Linked DNA regions of Sus scrofa: region 2 is linked to region 1. Evidence: chromatin contacts called from public Hi-C data. All regions are on one chromosome and are shown on one strand. Each heading gives the region's core, a stretch centred on a gene start, on an enhancer-like site or on the middle of the called end of the contact. The rest is flanking DNA. Distances are from core to core; before and after follow the strand shown. Region 1 has its middle 62 kb from the start of ATOH8. Region 2 has its middle 13 kb from the start of ATOH8.

Evidence for each region. A called contact is a pair of places that touch in the nucleus more often than the background predicts.
Region 2: a contact with region 1 is called in a Hi-C map of adipose tissue, with 3 times the contacts expected there. The contact joins two enhancer-like sites. A contact is called at or near these places in 2 of 5 promoter capture datasets (fetal skeletal muscle and liver), 27 of 47 Hi-C or Micro-C datasets (adipocytes, adipose tissue, alveolar macrophages and 16 more) and 2 of 2 datasets of contacts at active chromatin or transcription factors (alveolar macrophages and skeletal muscle).

What each region holds. Positions count from the first base shown.
Region 1 is chr3:58,937,791-58,941,541 of Sscrofa11.1, forward strand. No RefSeq gene overlaps it. Among named protein-coding and RNA genes, the nearest start is that of ATOH8, 62 kb to the right of the region's middle. Within about 2 kb of position 2,226, at least 9 of the 83 cell types and tissues checked have an H3K27ac peak or open chromatin away from gene starts, as enhancers often do. A contact at or near this core is called in adipose tissue, where this site is marked.
Region 2 is chr3:59,012,400-59,015,935 of Sscrofa11.1, forward strand. No RefSeq gene overlaps it. Among named protein-coding and RNA genes, the nearest start is that of ATOH8, 13 kb to the left of the region's middle. Within about 2 kb of position 1,367, at least 35 of the 83 cell types and tissues checked have an H3K27ac peak or open chromatin away from gene starts, as enhancers often do. A contact at or near this core is called in adipose tissue, where this site is marked.

The DNA of each region.
Region 1 (3,751 bases), core at 976-3,475:
TCCGGAAGTTGCACTGCATGGGTTAAGGCTGGCACGGCTTAAGCTGAGGTTGGTGTCCTGTGGAGCACGGACAGGCCCGAAGAGATGTCCTTTGCAGGCTGCTTTGTGGGACAGCCCAGCCAGAAGGCGCTCAGACCCCTGTGAGGTGTCCATCCTTACCTGAGACTGAGCAGGGCTCCTGGGAGGCCCCGAGGACAGGACAGTTATGGGGGAAGTAGAGGCAGGGATGGGCAGGGAGCCCAGGCTACTCTCACTCCTGGCTGTTTTCTGGGCTGGTAGCAGATGTCAGGAACATGAGGCTGGTGTCCACCTTGTCTTCCACCTCCTTTTTTCTTTCTTTCTTTCTTTTTTCTTTTTCTTTTATTTATTTATTTTTTTTTTTTTTTTGGCCACCCTGCAGCATATGGAGTTCCCAGGCCAGGGATCAGATCTGAGCCAAAGTTGCAACCTAACCCGCAGCTGAGGTGATGCCAGATCCTTAACCCACTGGGCCAGGGATCGAACCTGCATCCCAGTGCTCCTAAGACTCTTCCAATCCCTTTGCACCACACTGGGAATGCCTGTCCTCCACCTCCTTAAAGCAAGCTGGCTTGGGACCATCTTTTGCTTCCCTCACGCCAGTCATAAATGTGATGTCACCAATCAGCCCAGATTTGCTATCAGTAAAAATTCAATTCCCTCATATGGGAGACCCTGTCTGCATAAGAGACTGTGTCAGACCTGGGGGTGGGGAGGTTCTTGATGAGGGACCGGAAGGAGGAAGATGAACACATGCACAGATCAAGGTGACCCCAGCTCAGGAGGATAGGAGAACTGAAGGTGGCAGGGGGAGGGGAGGGCATGCTAGAGAGCTCAGGGAGGAAGTGAGCCTGGGGTGGGGTGTGGCCCTGGGGGACCTAAGGCATAGACAGCAGACGGGGCTTTGCGCTAGGAGAGGGGTGAGCCAAGGCTCCCACCGGAGGGGGAGCACGGGTTCAGAGCCAGGGAGATGTCTGGTGGCCACGCTGGGAGCACTCAAGGGCAGGGACAAAACCAGGAAGATGGCCAAGGGCCAAGTGTGTGGCGCTTCGTGTCAGGCCAAGGATGCTGTGGGCACACAGACCTGACAGCAAAGCACCTGAGACTCTAAAGCAGACAAGGTTCAAATCCCAGCCTAGCCAGTCACTAGCTATGTGACCTTAGGTAAGCCATTCAGTTCCTTGGTGTTCTAGTTTCTCACCCAAAACACTGTGAGGTTGAACTAAATTAAACTGCGTGTAGCACTTAGCAAGTACCTGGCTCACAATGAAGCTATTACTATTACCTCATTTAAATAACAACAATGGCTGCCATTTGGTAAGTATACATGATGTGCCAGACTCTGAGCTGTTTCCCTACCTACATCATCTCTTTAATTTTTTTTATGGCTGCACCCATGGCATTTGGAAATTCCCGTGCCAGGGATTGAATCCGAGCCACAGCAGCCGCAACACCGGATCCTTTAACCCACTGCACCAGGCAGGGATCGAACCTGTGCCTTCTCAGCAACCTGAACTGCTGCAGTCAGATTCTTAACCCACTGCACCACAGCAGGAATTCCTGCATCATCTCTTTAATATCACAGGGAACCTTGGAGGTACCATCATCTTACCATTTCGCACCCATTTTACAGATGGGGAAAGGGAGGCCCTTTCCCACAGCCTCAGAGCTGCAAATGGTTGAGCCCAGGCTCCCACCTGGGTGGGCCTGGCTTTAGGGACCTCTTAGCCGTCCTATTCCCAGATTGCAAATTTCTGCCCGGAGTCAGGGCGGGGGAAGGGCCATGCAGTGTGTCCTTCCTAGACCGGGGCGGGGAGGGGGGTAGGGGAGATTCTGAACCCAGCTTTGCCAGCCTGGGAACTGAAGGTAGGAGAAAAGTTCACTTCCCCGCCCCCTCCCCAGTTCGCCAATTCTTCAGACGCCCCCCTCCCACCCCCCGCCCACACGCAGGGGTCTCAGTTTTAGGCGACACATCAGCGCTGCCTGTTAATAAAAGCAGAGCAGGGGGATAGGCGTGGAGCCCTTAAAACTGTACAAATGTGTCCCTCGCCGCCCTGCCTGATTCTCGCAGAGCCCCGGAGCGCACAGACAGAAGTTGTGTACACAGGATTTTAGTATTTCCTCTCCGGCTCCAGCCCCAATTTGAGGGCCTGTAAAAGCTTGAATGGCGTCCAGTGCGGCGTGGTTTGCCTAAGCTCGGCTCCGGCGTGGAGTCAAAGCAGCCCACACAGAGATGCGGCGCCCGCGGGGGCTCTGGGGGGCAGAGGGCGCCCACACCCGGGCCGCCCGGCCGCTGCCCAGCAGCCCCCCTCTCGCAGCCTGGGGCGCCCTGCTGGGGGGAGATGAGGGCTGGTCTGGAGGAAGAAATGGTGAGCTGGAAACCTCTTCATGGGGGTGGTGAGCGCTCCCTGTGGCTGGCGTGGGGGCTGGCCCAGGAGTCTTTTTCTTTTCTTTTCTTTCTTTTTTTTTTTTTCAGGGCCGCACCCTCGGTTAAATGGAAGTTCCCAGGCTAGGGGTCCATTTGAAGCTATAGCTGCCAGCCTACGCCACAGCCATAGCAATGCCAGATCCAAGCTGTGACTCCGACCTACACCGCAGCTCATAGCGAGGCCGAGGCTGGATCCTTAACCCACTGAGGGATCGAACGGCATCCTAATGGATAGTTGGTTCGTTACCACTGAGCCACAAGGGAAGCTCCCAGGCGTCTTTCTGAAGTCTGCACCCTGCGGTGGGAGCCTAGTCTAGTCCCCTCTTTGAAACCTGCCCTTGGCACCTCTCTGCCTTTTGTCTGAAATCACCCGGTCTCCTTCCCTAACTGGCTGTGTGAGTCCACACAACTGGTTCATCCTCGCTGGGCCCCAATTCCTTCATCTGTAAAATGGGGCTGAAGGCTAGGGCAGGGGCTCCATCTCAGGACCCTGCCAGCTCCCCACCCCCCAGCTCCAGCATCTTGGAATCTGAGGAGCAGCCTGGGGTGTTCCCTCCTCCAGAGTTTGTGACCCCACATGCACCACCAGGCAGTAAGGGGAAAAGTGTGTTTCAGGGCCAGGAAGAGACACCCTAGGACCCCTTACCCTTGAGGGACTGGTCATGGGCCTTTCCAGGGGTCGCTCACACCCTGAGCACAGCAGCCTGTGTGGACACAGCCCGGGTCACACAGGGCTTCGCACACGGAGGTAGGTGTTCAGCCTGCCGTCCACCATCCCTGCTCTGATTCCCAAATCAAAAACTGGCCATACGAGTGTGTCCTACTGCACGTGTGTGATCTTTGGGGCTGCCTCTGACCTGAAGAGAACACATTTGGTGACTTGAACTGACACTTGCCAATTTTAGCCCATGTTTATCCCATTCACTGGGACTATGCACACAGTGCATTAATGAATGTTAATATTAATGTGTTTGATTACCGGGGACGCCCCCCCCCCCCACTGGTGGCGAGGAAGTTACAGAAGAAACACCATAGCACTGCATTCCTTTTCCATTTCCCCTCAAAAAAAAGTTGGAGTTCCGTCGTAGCTCAGTGATTAACGAATCCGACTAGGAACCGTGAAGTTGAGGGTTTGATCCCTGGCCTTGCTGAGTGGGTTAAGGATCCAGCGTTGCCATGAGCTGTGGTGTAGGTTGCAGACGCGGCTTGGATCCCAAGCTGCTGTGGCTGCGGTGTAGGCCAGCGGCTACAGCTCCAATTGGACCCCTAGCCTGGGAACCTCCATGTGCCGAGGATGCAGCCCTA
Region 2 (3,536 bases), core at 117-2,616, 74 kb after region 1:
AAGTCAGGCTTGAACGTGGGACAGCTCTGAGCTGAACCCAGCTTACCACACACAAGCTGAGAGCTTAGCCAACTTCCCTAATTGCTCTGGGCCTCAGTTTCCTGGTTTGCAGTGTCGGATGGAAAGATGCCTGGCTCTTGTGGGTTGTCGAGAGGATTAAGGGATCGTCCACGTAAAGGGCCCAGCACAGGCTTGACACGTGGTAGCTACTAACAGTGTCCTGAATACCTCTTCTTTCCTTTCAGTGCGGCACAGAGGGTTCCTGACTGTCAATGGTTCAACTTAAGATTTTTCGACTCGATGATGGTGCAAAAGTGATACACACTGAGCAGCAACTGTACCTGGAGTTTCGAATTTCGTTCTTTTCCTATACACACGGCAGGTACGCTCTGGAGAGGGTGGGCGGCAGTGGCTGAGGCAGCCACACCACCTCACAACCATTCTGTATCCTGACAACTTCTCTTTTTCACTTTCCATCCAGTATTCCATCAATTACATGAGAGCGTCACATCTTATTATAAACTGTATCTTAGATGATCACAGAACTAGAGGCTAACCTAAGTGTCCTGAGCACATTCAAGGTCAGCTAGGCTAGTCTATGATAGCCAGGAGGTGAGCTGTTTTAAATGCATTTATTTATTTATTTACCTTTTTAGGGCCGCACCTGCAGTATATGGAAGTTCCCAGGCTAGGGGTCAAATCAGAGCTGCAGCTACCGGCCTATGCCACAGCTACAGCAATGCCAGATCTGAGACGTGTCTGCAACCTACACCACAGCTCATGGCAACGCTGGATCCTTAACCCACTGAGTGAGGCCAGGGATTGAACCTGCTGCATCCTCATGAATACTAGTCAGTTTCTTAACCCACTGGCCACAATGGGAACTCCTTAAATGCATTTTCGACTTAACAGTATTTTCAACTTATGATGGACTTATTAGGAAGTAACCTCATCATAAGCAGGGAAACTTGCTGCTTCGGGGCTCAGACACTACCCTTCCCTGAACACCCTTGGCCATTCCTGCAACGGACTCTGGGAAACTTCCAGCCTGGCCCAACTGTGTTCTGTCCTGGCAGCCTTGCTTCTCCAAAGAGCCCATGAGTTACCGGGGCCGGGCTGGCCTTCATCTCCCCGTGCTCCTGTGGGGCCCCCTGACTCTAGGCAGAGAACACAGCGGTTGCTGGATAAAGGGGCCGCACAGACCCCAGCACTCTGTTCCCACCCCCACCTGCCTAATCCCCCCAGTTCCCCTAATTTTCAAACCCCTGTCTAGTTTCTTCCTAATGCTTCTGTCTCCATGTCTCCAGGGCTCTGTTTGCATGAGGGGAAAAAGTCTCCACACACGCACGCGCGCGCACACACACACACACATACTCAGAGCCCAGAAAGCATTCAGTTGCTCCCAGGCAGGCTGCCAGCAATTGAGTGACCTGCAGCTTCCCCCCAAATCACATTCCACTGGCACGGATCTTGCCCCGCCTGACGCCAGCCTCCGAACTCGCCCCCAGAGCAAACATTTCCAGTTGGCAGCTCGGCCTTGTTTTTCTGAGGCCCCAATTCGGGCTCCCTGGTAGAAAACAGAAAACAAAATGCATGGGACCAAAAATGAATTCAAATCAAATGTGAAAGGAGCCGGGGTGGTGGGGGGAGGCGTTTGCTCCAAGGCACGGGGTGGGGGCGGCGGCGGGGGGAGAAAGAGGAGCTTCGGGTGTGCAAAGGGTTTCTCAGAAGCAAACACACATGCTCACAAGCCCTCCTTCCCTGCTGGCTTGGAGGCCAGGATCAATTCATTCAGGCCTCTGCCTCCTGCTAAAAGACTTACCCTGTTCTCATTCACAGCTGGGAGGGGAGGGCAGGGAGGGGGGTGGCGGGGGGAGGGGGCGAGACTGTGGATCTGAGAGGAGAGGGTGGTCGGTGTTACAGGACTGGTGTTTGTTCTAAAGGGGAAATTAAAGGAAGAAAAAATAAACACGGCCAGCCGGATTTTCACGCCAGCGCGTGAGGCGTCAGGGCGAGGAGGGCTGTGTGTGCGCAAGTGCCGGCGTGTTCGCCTTCTTAAAATAAGAGCCGCTCAGTGGAAAGATGTCATAACCCAGGTTCGGGCAGTGGGGGACAGGCCAGCCGGGGGAGGACCCAGGCTGGCGCCCAAGCCTACCCGTGGGGTCAGGCAAAGGCCAGGTGTCAGGACAGGGACGCTCAGCCAGGACCCATTAGTCAGGGCCGGGCATGTGGGGACCAGACTTGGAAAGTCAACCCCAAACTGGGCGGTCAGTCCCCGGGTAAGAGGGGAGACTGAGGGTCGTTACTAGGAAGGATGGACTCGGTCCTGGAATATGGATGCTCATCTCAGCAGGAGAGGACCGTGAAGCAGGAAGGGAGGGATGGGTGAGGCCAGAGGGAAAGGCAGGTGGAGTGAGAGGGTGGGAAAGGGGACAGCGAGGATGCTTAGCGGGCCCCAAACTGCGGGCCGACCGACCACAAAGCTGGCAGAGCTATCGAGCTGATCAGCGGGGCTGCAGAGAACCTCCCGATCGGGATGAGGATCCCGTGAGGGCACCTGGGAGGAAAGAGGGATCCAGGACCCAGGGCACCTCAGGGCCAGGGCTGGGATGTAGGGTCCCAAGCCCAGCAGAGCCCAAGAAGGGTTGTCAAGCATCCTCGACAAGTGAGCGGGCTGTCACAGGAGAAGCTAGGCATGTGGGGACAGTTAGGGAAGCTGTGAGAGGGAGAAAAGGCAGGCAGCTCATGCTGCGACCCAAGGGGCCAGGTCCCTTCTCCATGGTGCCAGCTTGCCCACACAGGGAAGGGCCTGGAGTCTTAAAGGGACCCAGCGGTAGTGATGAGGTCCCAGGGTGAGGGGCCTGGTGAGCTTTGCAGAGGCTGTTTAAGTGCTTAGTCGCAGCAGTCCAGGGCTGCTGGAGCAGGAAGTCACTCGTGCCAATAGGTTCAGTGTCCTCCAGAAGACGATAGCAGGACAACCTGTGTTCAAATCACCTGGGGTGTGTAATAAAATGTACATCTCTGCCACCCTCTCCACCTGCTGGATCAAACTCCATCTGATTGGGCTTTCAAGGAGCTATGCTTTGGAAGGCCAGTCCAGGGGGTTCTCCTGCCCTCCATGATGGTTCCAAGATCTTTCCCCTCCAGCCCTTCTTCTCTGGCTGAACTCTGATCTGTCCAGGCCCCGGGGTCTCTATTTTCCCTCTATCACAATTGGTAAGGAAAAGCATTCACAGACCTTTCCCAAGGTTTACTTTGGCTCTGATTCAGGACTTTTTTTTTTTTTTTTTTTTTTTTTTGCCTTTTCTTGGGCTGCTCCCGTGGCATATGGAGGTTCCCAGGCTAGGGGTTGAATCGGAGCTATAGCCACTGGCCGACACCAGAGCTTCAGCAGCATGGGATCCCAGCCGCGTCTGTGACCTGCGCCACAGCTCAGGGCAACGCCAGATCCTTAACCCACTGAGCAAGGCCAGGGATCGAACCTGCAACCCCATGGTTCCTAGTCGGATTCGTTAACCACTGCGTCACGACGGGAA